Regions from separate parts of the Mus musculus genome. Here region 2 is linked to region 1. The links are chromatin contacts, called in public promoter capture Hi-C maps. All regions are on one chromosome and are shown on one strand. Each heading gives the region's core, a stretch centred on a gene start, on an enhancer-like site or on the middle of the called end of the contact. The rest is flanking DNA. Distances are from core to core; before and after follow the strand shown. Region 1 holds the start of Snx10 (sorting nexin 10). Region 2 has its middle 4.0 kb from the start of Gm32403.

The links. Promoter capture Hi-C pulls out the DNA fragments that hold promoters and counts their contacts.
Region 2: a promoter capture Hi-C map of 3T3-L1-derived adipocytes shows a contact between it and region 1, with 6 times the contacts expected there. The contact joins the enhancer-like site here to the promoter of Snx10 in region 1. A contact is called at or near these places in 13 of 39 promoter capture datasets (the 3T3-L1 cell line, 3T3-L1-derived adipocytes, cranial neural crest and 7 more), 1 of 15 datasets of contacts at CTCF or cohesin (embryonic stem cells), 32 of 484 Hi-C or Micro-C datasets (the AML12 cell line, the C2C12 cell line, CD4 T cells and 20 more), 13 of 115 datasets of contacts at active chromatin or transcription factors (bone marrow-derived dendritic cells, craniofacial prominence, embryonic basal ganglia and 6 more) and 2 of 9 other capture datasets (adipose tissue and liver).

Annotation. Positions count from the first base shown.
Region 1 is chr6:51,522,481-51,526,005 of GRCm38.p6, reverse strand. It overlaps Snx10 (sorting nexin 10), which reads right to left and starts at 2,103. Exons shown (of 7, transcript NM_001127349.1): 1 at 1,972-2,103.
Region 2 is chr6:51,209,586-51,213,125 of GRCm38.p6, reverse strand. No RefSeq gene overlaps it. Among named protein-coding and RNA genes, the nearest start is that of Gm32403, 4.0 kb to the right of the region's middle. Within about 2 kb of position 1,450, at least 36 of the 459 cell types and tissues checked have an H3K27ac peak or open chromatin away from gene starts, as enhancers often do. A contact at or near this core is called in 3T3-L1-derived adipocytes, the C2C12 cell line, adipose tissue and 2 more, where this site is marked.

The DNA.
Region 1 (3,525 bases), core at 854-3,353:
ACATAGCCTCAAAAAAAGAAACCCTCCAGGTGTTGAGCCACCATATCCGACACTATTGTTGCTATTGATGAATTCATTACTTTTGAGGGAGACTCTCGTGTGGCTCAGGGCTGGCTTCAGGCCTAGCGTGGTAACACCTTTAAGAGCAGCACTTGGGAAGCAGAGGCAAGGAGATCTCTTAGTTCAAGGTAAGCCAGATCTACATCGTGAGCTCCAGGACAGAGTTTTGTCATTTTTGAGACAAGGACTCATAAGGATGGCCTGAAACCCCTGATCCTCTTGCTGCCACCTCCCAAGTGTCCTGATTACAGATATGCACCATCACGCCTGACCTGACCTGCCAGCAATGACTTAAGTAGCAAACAAGGGCACCAAGAATTCAACTCAGAAGGGTCTGAAACCAGAAGTTGTGGCTAACACAATGTCCTATATAGCTTCTAGCTGGAACATGGTATAGAGAGCTTAAATGTTAACTCATACCTATTATATTTCAAAAAAAAAAAAAAAAGTCCTTTGGTGATAAATAACAGCCCTAAAATCTAAGGGACATTCCACTTGGCCACCATCACTTCAGCCAAGGCCCTTCTTTTATAGGCTGGACCCTATTCTCAGGTGGTTGTTACATCCCAGCCCCAATACCAAAAGAGGAAAAACAAACTAGTTCCCCAATTGCTTAACTCAAAAATGAAAGTAGTGCCATGCCTGGACTAAGAGAGAGAGAGAAATGAGGACTGTGTGGCAAAGGAAACACTTTAACACAGAAAGCATGATGGCGCTTATTTCAAGACCCCAAACTCGGAAGGTCTTCCCATCAGTGAAGTAAAGGAAGTGGGTAACAGTTCAGAGCAGTGGAGAAAGAAGCACGCAGGCCAGAAGGCTGCAACCCCACCCCACCACCACCATGGGCACACCTTCTTTAGGGCAGTGCCAGTCAGGCCCGTGTCTGTAGCTAAGAATGCACTGACAGAACCCGGGATGGATGGTCTGGATAACTTGAGGAAACTGCTAATGAGGTCTTGAACATCTCCACACAGTCACTTCTAAATATATCTACACTTATATCGCTATTCAAAACAGTCTGTCAGTCAACCACTCCTTTAAAAATAAACGGGAGCTGGGGTGCAGCGCAGTGGTAAAATGCTTGCTAATGACATGCTCAAGACCATGGGCCTATTCCCAGGATCAGAAGGGAGGAAGACACGGAGAGGTTGGGTGCAACCCGAATGACTGTCCCGTTGTATCCTTGCCTTAGCGACAGGAATCAAGCGAAGTCACGCTTGATTGTTGCCAGGATACTTAACCTCCTCCTTCTCCTCCTCCAGAAAAGCCCCCCTCCCCCCCCCCCCCCGATTGGCCACTGGTTGAAGGAGTTCCATAATACCCCCAGCCCACTTCCGGCCACTCCCACAAGCCCACTCCCCGGACGAGAGGGATTTTCACACACCCCTCCCACCGGGTGCATGCTGCTCCACCCTTGCAGACCTTGGTTTCCCCTGTCGCAAACTAAAAGGGTTGATGGAGATCACGAAAATTGAGATCAGTGTTCTCAATTTCTGATCCATCGCTCTCCACGCGCCTGTGCTTTGCGGAAGCAGACATCCCGTGACCATCCCCTTAACAATACTTGTAATTTTAGCAAAGGAGTGTGATGTGTCCAGAACCGATAAAACAGGCTGTTGCTTCCCAATCTCAGCAAACCCGATCATCAGCTCATCAGCGTGGGTTTCCTCCGCGGCCTTTTCCATCAATCCCACAATCCCATGAAAGAGAAAAAAAAAAAAAAAAAACCTCCCCTGGCCCTCCCAGCCTCTAAACTCAAAGGTGCCTGGCCTTGTATTCGGAAAGAAGTGGGGGTCGGGGAGAGAACCTGCTCGCTCCAGCAGCCCCGGCGTCCCCAGCCGAGCTGAGCAGGTGCCGGGGCAGGCGCGGCGCCCGCCACCCGACTCCCTCCCTAAGGCTCAGTTTACTCACACGCGGTTCTGAACGCCCGGCCCGGAGCACGGCGGAGTTTGCTGACTCAAGGCGCGGCGGCGACGAGCGCCTAAGAGCGAACCCGAGGAGCGCAGCCCCGCGTCCAGCGCACGCAGCGCCCCGCCCCGCCCTGCGCGCCCGCCGCCGCCCCCCACCCCCACCCGCCACTGCCAGCCTTAACGTAGGAAAGGCCACCTAGCTAGCGGGTCTTTCTCCCTACCCAGCAGTGAGGAATCAAGATGAGAGAAGCCAATAACAAACAAGCATGACTAGATGTTAGCAGGATCTCGATGGAGGGCATATACTGTTTGCTATAACAATATTTTTAATATCTCCGTAACTTTTTAAAAAATGTGTTTTCATGTACGATGAGGAGAAAGCTATGAGAGTCTGCCAAAGATATGTCCGGTTCCTATAGATCATCTGAGCTGGCTCTCACCCACCTGTGTGCATGGCTCAAGGCTGAGAGCACTTTTTGCCCTTGCAAAGGACCTGGCTCCCAGCATCCATACAGTAGCTCACAACTGCCTTTAACTCCAGTCACCACCCTCTTCTGCCCTAGCACTCACGTGGTGCACATACATCCAGGAAGCCAAAACAGTCATAAAATAAAATAAATAAATCTAAGGACAAAAAAGAAAGACTCAGCGAATCTTGGACCATCCAGCATCCTCCTAGAAAAGTTGTCCATGACTATATTCCATAGCTACACTGACCTCCTGAACAAAACTTGCCAAAATGCAATGTCTTATCTTAGACTCGTATCTCTGAGTGCTGCATCATTGTTTTTTTTTTTTTTTTTTTTTTGCATCATTGGTATTTAATGACCTAAAATTGCACCCAAACTATAATACATGCAACCATCGTTTGTTTTGCTTTTTGTATGTTTGTTTGTTTTTCGAGACAGCGTTTCTCCTTATACCCCTGGCTGTCTTGGAACTCACAGATTTTTGAGTTTAAGGCCAGCCTGGTCTACAAAGTGAGTTCCAGGACAGCCAAGAATACACAGAGAAACCCTGTCTTGAAAAACCAAAAAAAAAAAAAGTACAAAAACTTTACTATGAGAGCATTTAGCCCTGGAGATTGAGAATTGAATATGTGATATTTATACAGCTTAAGCCTAGGATCTTAATGTATTGTTTTAAGCAATCTGGGCACATTTCAAACCTATGTTCAAGTAATGTCTACAAAAATTCACCCTAATGGAATAGTCATTTACTTTATACTTTAAGTACTCAATAGCTGGTTTTAAACTACAATATGTTAGTATACAGTATTGGAGGACAATAGAATTTGTTATATTTTGTTTTTGTTTGTTTGGTTTTGTGTTTATTTAAGACATGGTCTTAATATATATAGCTGTCCTGGAACTCTATGTAGACCAGGATGGTTTCGAACTCACAGAGATCCGCCTGCCTCTGCCTCCCAAGTGCTGGGATTAAAGGTGTGCACACTCTGCCCAGTGTTTGACAATGCATTTAAGATTTACAACATTTATGGATTTAGCACGGTAATGACTGAAACACGTGTGCAATCTCAGCATTCAGGAGCTGG
Region 2 (3,540 bases), core at 201-2,700, 310 kb after region 1:
AATTATAACAGCCTAATGGCCGCTACGGACGTCTTCCTATCACTTGGCCAGTGGTATTTGTGTTCTCAGCATTTTTAATTAGCAGAGATGCCACCGCTGCAGAGGACCACATATAACCCAGAAAAACTGTCAGGGGCACACTATAAAAATTGAGTATGTGTCACCAGTAGATTTAGATTCTTCAGGTTAATATTATTTTTGCAATTAGGTAGTGAACTGGCATTAATTTACTCGTGCTGTGTGATTAGGTTAATTTACTCCAGAAAAGCTTACATTTCCAGAATTAAAAATGGTGGCCATGTCTTCTCACGATCCATCAAAGTCGCAGCTGTGCCATAGAAACCCGGCCATTTTGTATTCTTATAGACTGTGCAATAATGGCTGAAGATGACCAAGTGCCGGGCCCCATAGATCTTCATGCTTAAGTACCTACGGATGAATGGTTAACTTAATCAATTACTTTTCCTATAGTTCGGCTTTTATAAATAGAAATCAGCATATAATGCTTAGGGCACTGAATTTTAGATGTAATAGTGCCTGAATGTGTCAAAAACAAAAGAGGCTTGCAAAAATAAAGCTAACTCGTTGTTGGCCTTCGTGGCTGCAGATGCATCCTCTATGTCTGCCTGGATCACTTACGTCCCTTAAGGATGCAAACGTGCCTGCCCTGCTCACACATTCCCCGGAACTGTGGTCCTGCTAGCATTTTTGAAAATTACTTTAATTAACCTTATTTCATCTTGGGTAGCGGTAGAACACTTTTATTGGTTAACTATGCATTCCTTTGTTTTGTCATTAACCTTGACTTTCGCCCTTGGAATTGATGGTAATTTATATTGTGAGCCAGGTGTTAGAACAACATGCACTGGGGTACCCAGCAGCCGTGCCCTCAGTGGCTAGGATTCTGTAGCTTACAGGAGACAGAGCAGGAGTTGGAGGGCTGGAGAGAGAGGAAGCAAGGCTTAGCCCCGGGTTCTCCGAGGATGGATTCTAGTCTCCAGCCCAGGACGTGGATTTTGGGATAGCCTCGGCTGGGGTAGTCTCTCAAGCCAGTTCCCAGCTACTCCTGAAGTCAGAGAAAGGGATCATTTACTGAAGGGGAGGAATAATGGCCAGTCCCTAACAGTTCCACTCTAATAGTCAACCAAATATACTGTAATATTAGGAATAGTGTGCCTCTACTCTACGAGTATCCCCGTCTTTCCCTCTCTCCCACTCTGTCCACAGCCAAATACCTCTACCGTAGATAACCAAATACTCCCACCAAATATAACCAAGTCCTTGGCTTTACATCTGCACTCTTGTCACAGCACACAAAAGCCCAGTTTCAACTCTTCCTGTCTGTTTTGGTTTGGTTTGGGTTTTTTCCTATTGTGTGTGTGATTCACAAGCCCCTGAAGGCCAGGGCACTGTGAGGCCACAGACAGGGAGGTACTGAGGTCCAACTCCAGCCCCCAAGAGCATGGCGCTTGTGAGCTGACAGAAATAGCTTTCCCTGAAGTGCTTTGGCACGCCAGAAGAGGGAGAAGTTAGTTTCAGTACAGAAAAAAAAAAAAAAAAAAAAAAAAAAAAAAACCGACATTCCACACATACTCTTTTCTCTAGTGGTTCGGGGTCTGTGTGGCTGTGTCATCACTACTTCCTGTGCACTGACACCCCCTTCATTCTGTGGGTTAACGCATGAGCCGCAGAAGAAGACGTTCTTCCCGCCTGTGTTTATTAAACATAATGGCTTACAGATATCAAGGGAGGATCATTCAGAAAGTCAGTACTTTTCAAAGAGCCAAACCTTTCTATTTTCTTCTCAAGATCCAGGCCTGTCCTCAGCCCCCCTTTTGGCGGAAGAATTTTGTGGGTCTAAGTTCCCACGAAGGTCACTAGGTGGGCAGAAGTGGGTGGGGAGGCTGTGGCCAGCGAGCAGAGCCCCCAGAAGCTGTCCACACTGCTGCTGAGGTTGAAGACAGTGTGTGTTTGCTTAGAACTGTCTAGAACACACGGGAGAGGCGTTATGGGGAAAAAAGGGGTCTTGGATGGGTAAAACTGTGGACAAAGAGCCTCTTAGCAGAGACAGCTTGGTCCTACCTGTAAACATGAGTGGTGAAGGGCAGGGGCTGGAAGGGTAGAAAGAATGTCATAGGAATCCCAAGATTTCTCAGGTGTGGAGGACACCCTGGCTTTGACACTTCCCAACACCCAAGTAGACTGTCACTACAGAGAACTAAGTGAGACTTCAAGATCCTAATGGTCAAATCTCCATTTTTTATTTCACGGAAGCCATAGTCTTCCTAGTATATTAGTTAGTGAGTGCTGACTGACTAATGTCCCTAGTCCCTAGTCAATCACAGTGGCTTAGCACAGTCGAAGTCACACCTTGATCATGGTCCTCCCTGATTGAGTTTGTCAGTGCCCTGAGAGGGTACCTCTCACACAGCAACTCAGGGGGACCTGCTGACTTTCATGCTGTGGCCCCATGGAGCCAAGGGCTTGCTGCTGGGTGTCTGTATTCTGCTGACACAGATAGAGGACCTTGCAGGTGACAGGCAGACCTGCTCACATTCCTTAAACCTTTGTTGAGTCCAAACCTCACCTGGAGAGAGACTGGGCCACGGCACCTTGCACAGGAAGAAGATTGAATGGGCTTGGGCATGCATAAAGGCGGGTCAGCCATTTGTAGGTGGGTCAGCCATTTGCATTGCTGACCTAAACATGGAGATGAGTCAGTTGACAGCTATTTAATGAGTGATCTCTAATAATTCAGGACTTTTGATCTTTGGAGGCCAGAAGACTTGATTTTGAATATTGTTGTGTGATCTTGGGCTAAGAATTAAGCCTCCAATTGTCCTGTGGGAAATGGGCTATCTCATGGGGTCACTGTGACCATGAGATGAAACAAGAGACAACAATGCGCATGTGACAATGCATGCTTAGTCGTGGGAGCCTTTGGGACTGGATGAGAGGAAGAAAGGAACACTCTCTTTGTCCTGTTTGGATTAGCCATGGGTGCCAGCGAGGCCCAGCCGGGTCCAGAGACCATCTTCCTCGAGACAGCAAGAACGGCTTTAGTTTTCCCAATCTCTTGCTAAATTTCAGTTATGCATTTTGATGGACCTGGGATTTGGAAAAGAAAAGCAAAAAAATCCCCCAGCCCACGGCGCCCATTTTCTCTGATCAATAGAAATCCAGGCACTTAGCAAAAAGCCCCAGCAAATTATCTTTGTTCTGTCTGAGACTGCCACATACAGAAAGCAGTGGCTTTACTGTTTTTCTTTTTTAATATGTATTTCTAGAGGCAGTAAAAAGAAACAATCTTTTTAAAAAATCATTTAATTTTTTTTACTTCAGACCTGGGCCACGGGACTCGACTCCGGTGCCTGGTGTGTCCAGAATATGGCAGCCATGAAGGGTTTCCACAACTATTTACTGATTGGATTAGAAGATGAATGAAAGCTGATACCTGGGTAATAACAATTAAGATAATGCTGGAAACATGGAGGCTATGTGGGGGAAGTACAGCAGAATAAATGTGATATTTCCTAAATG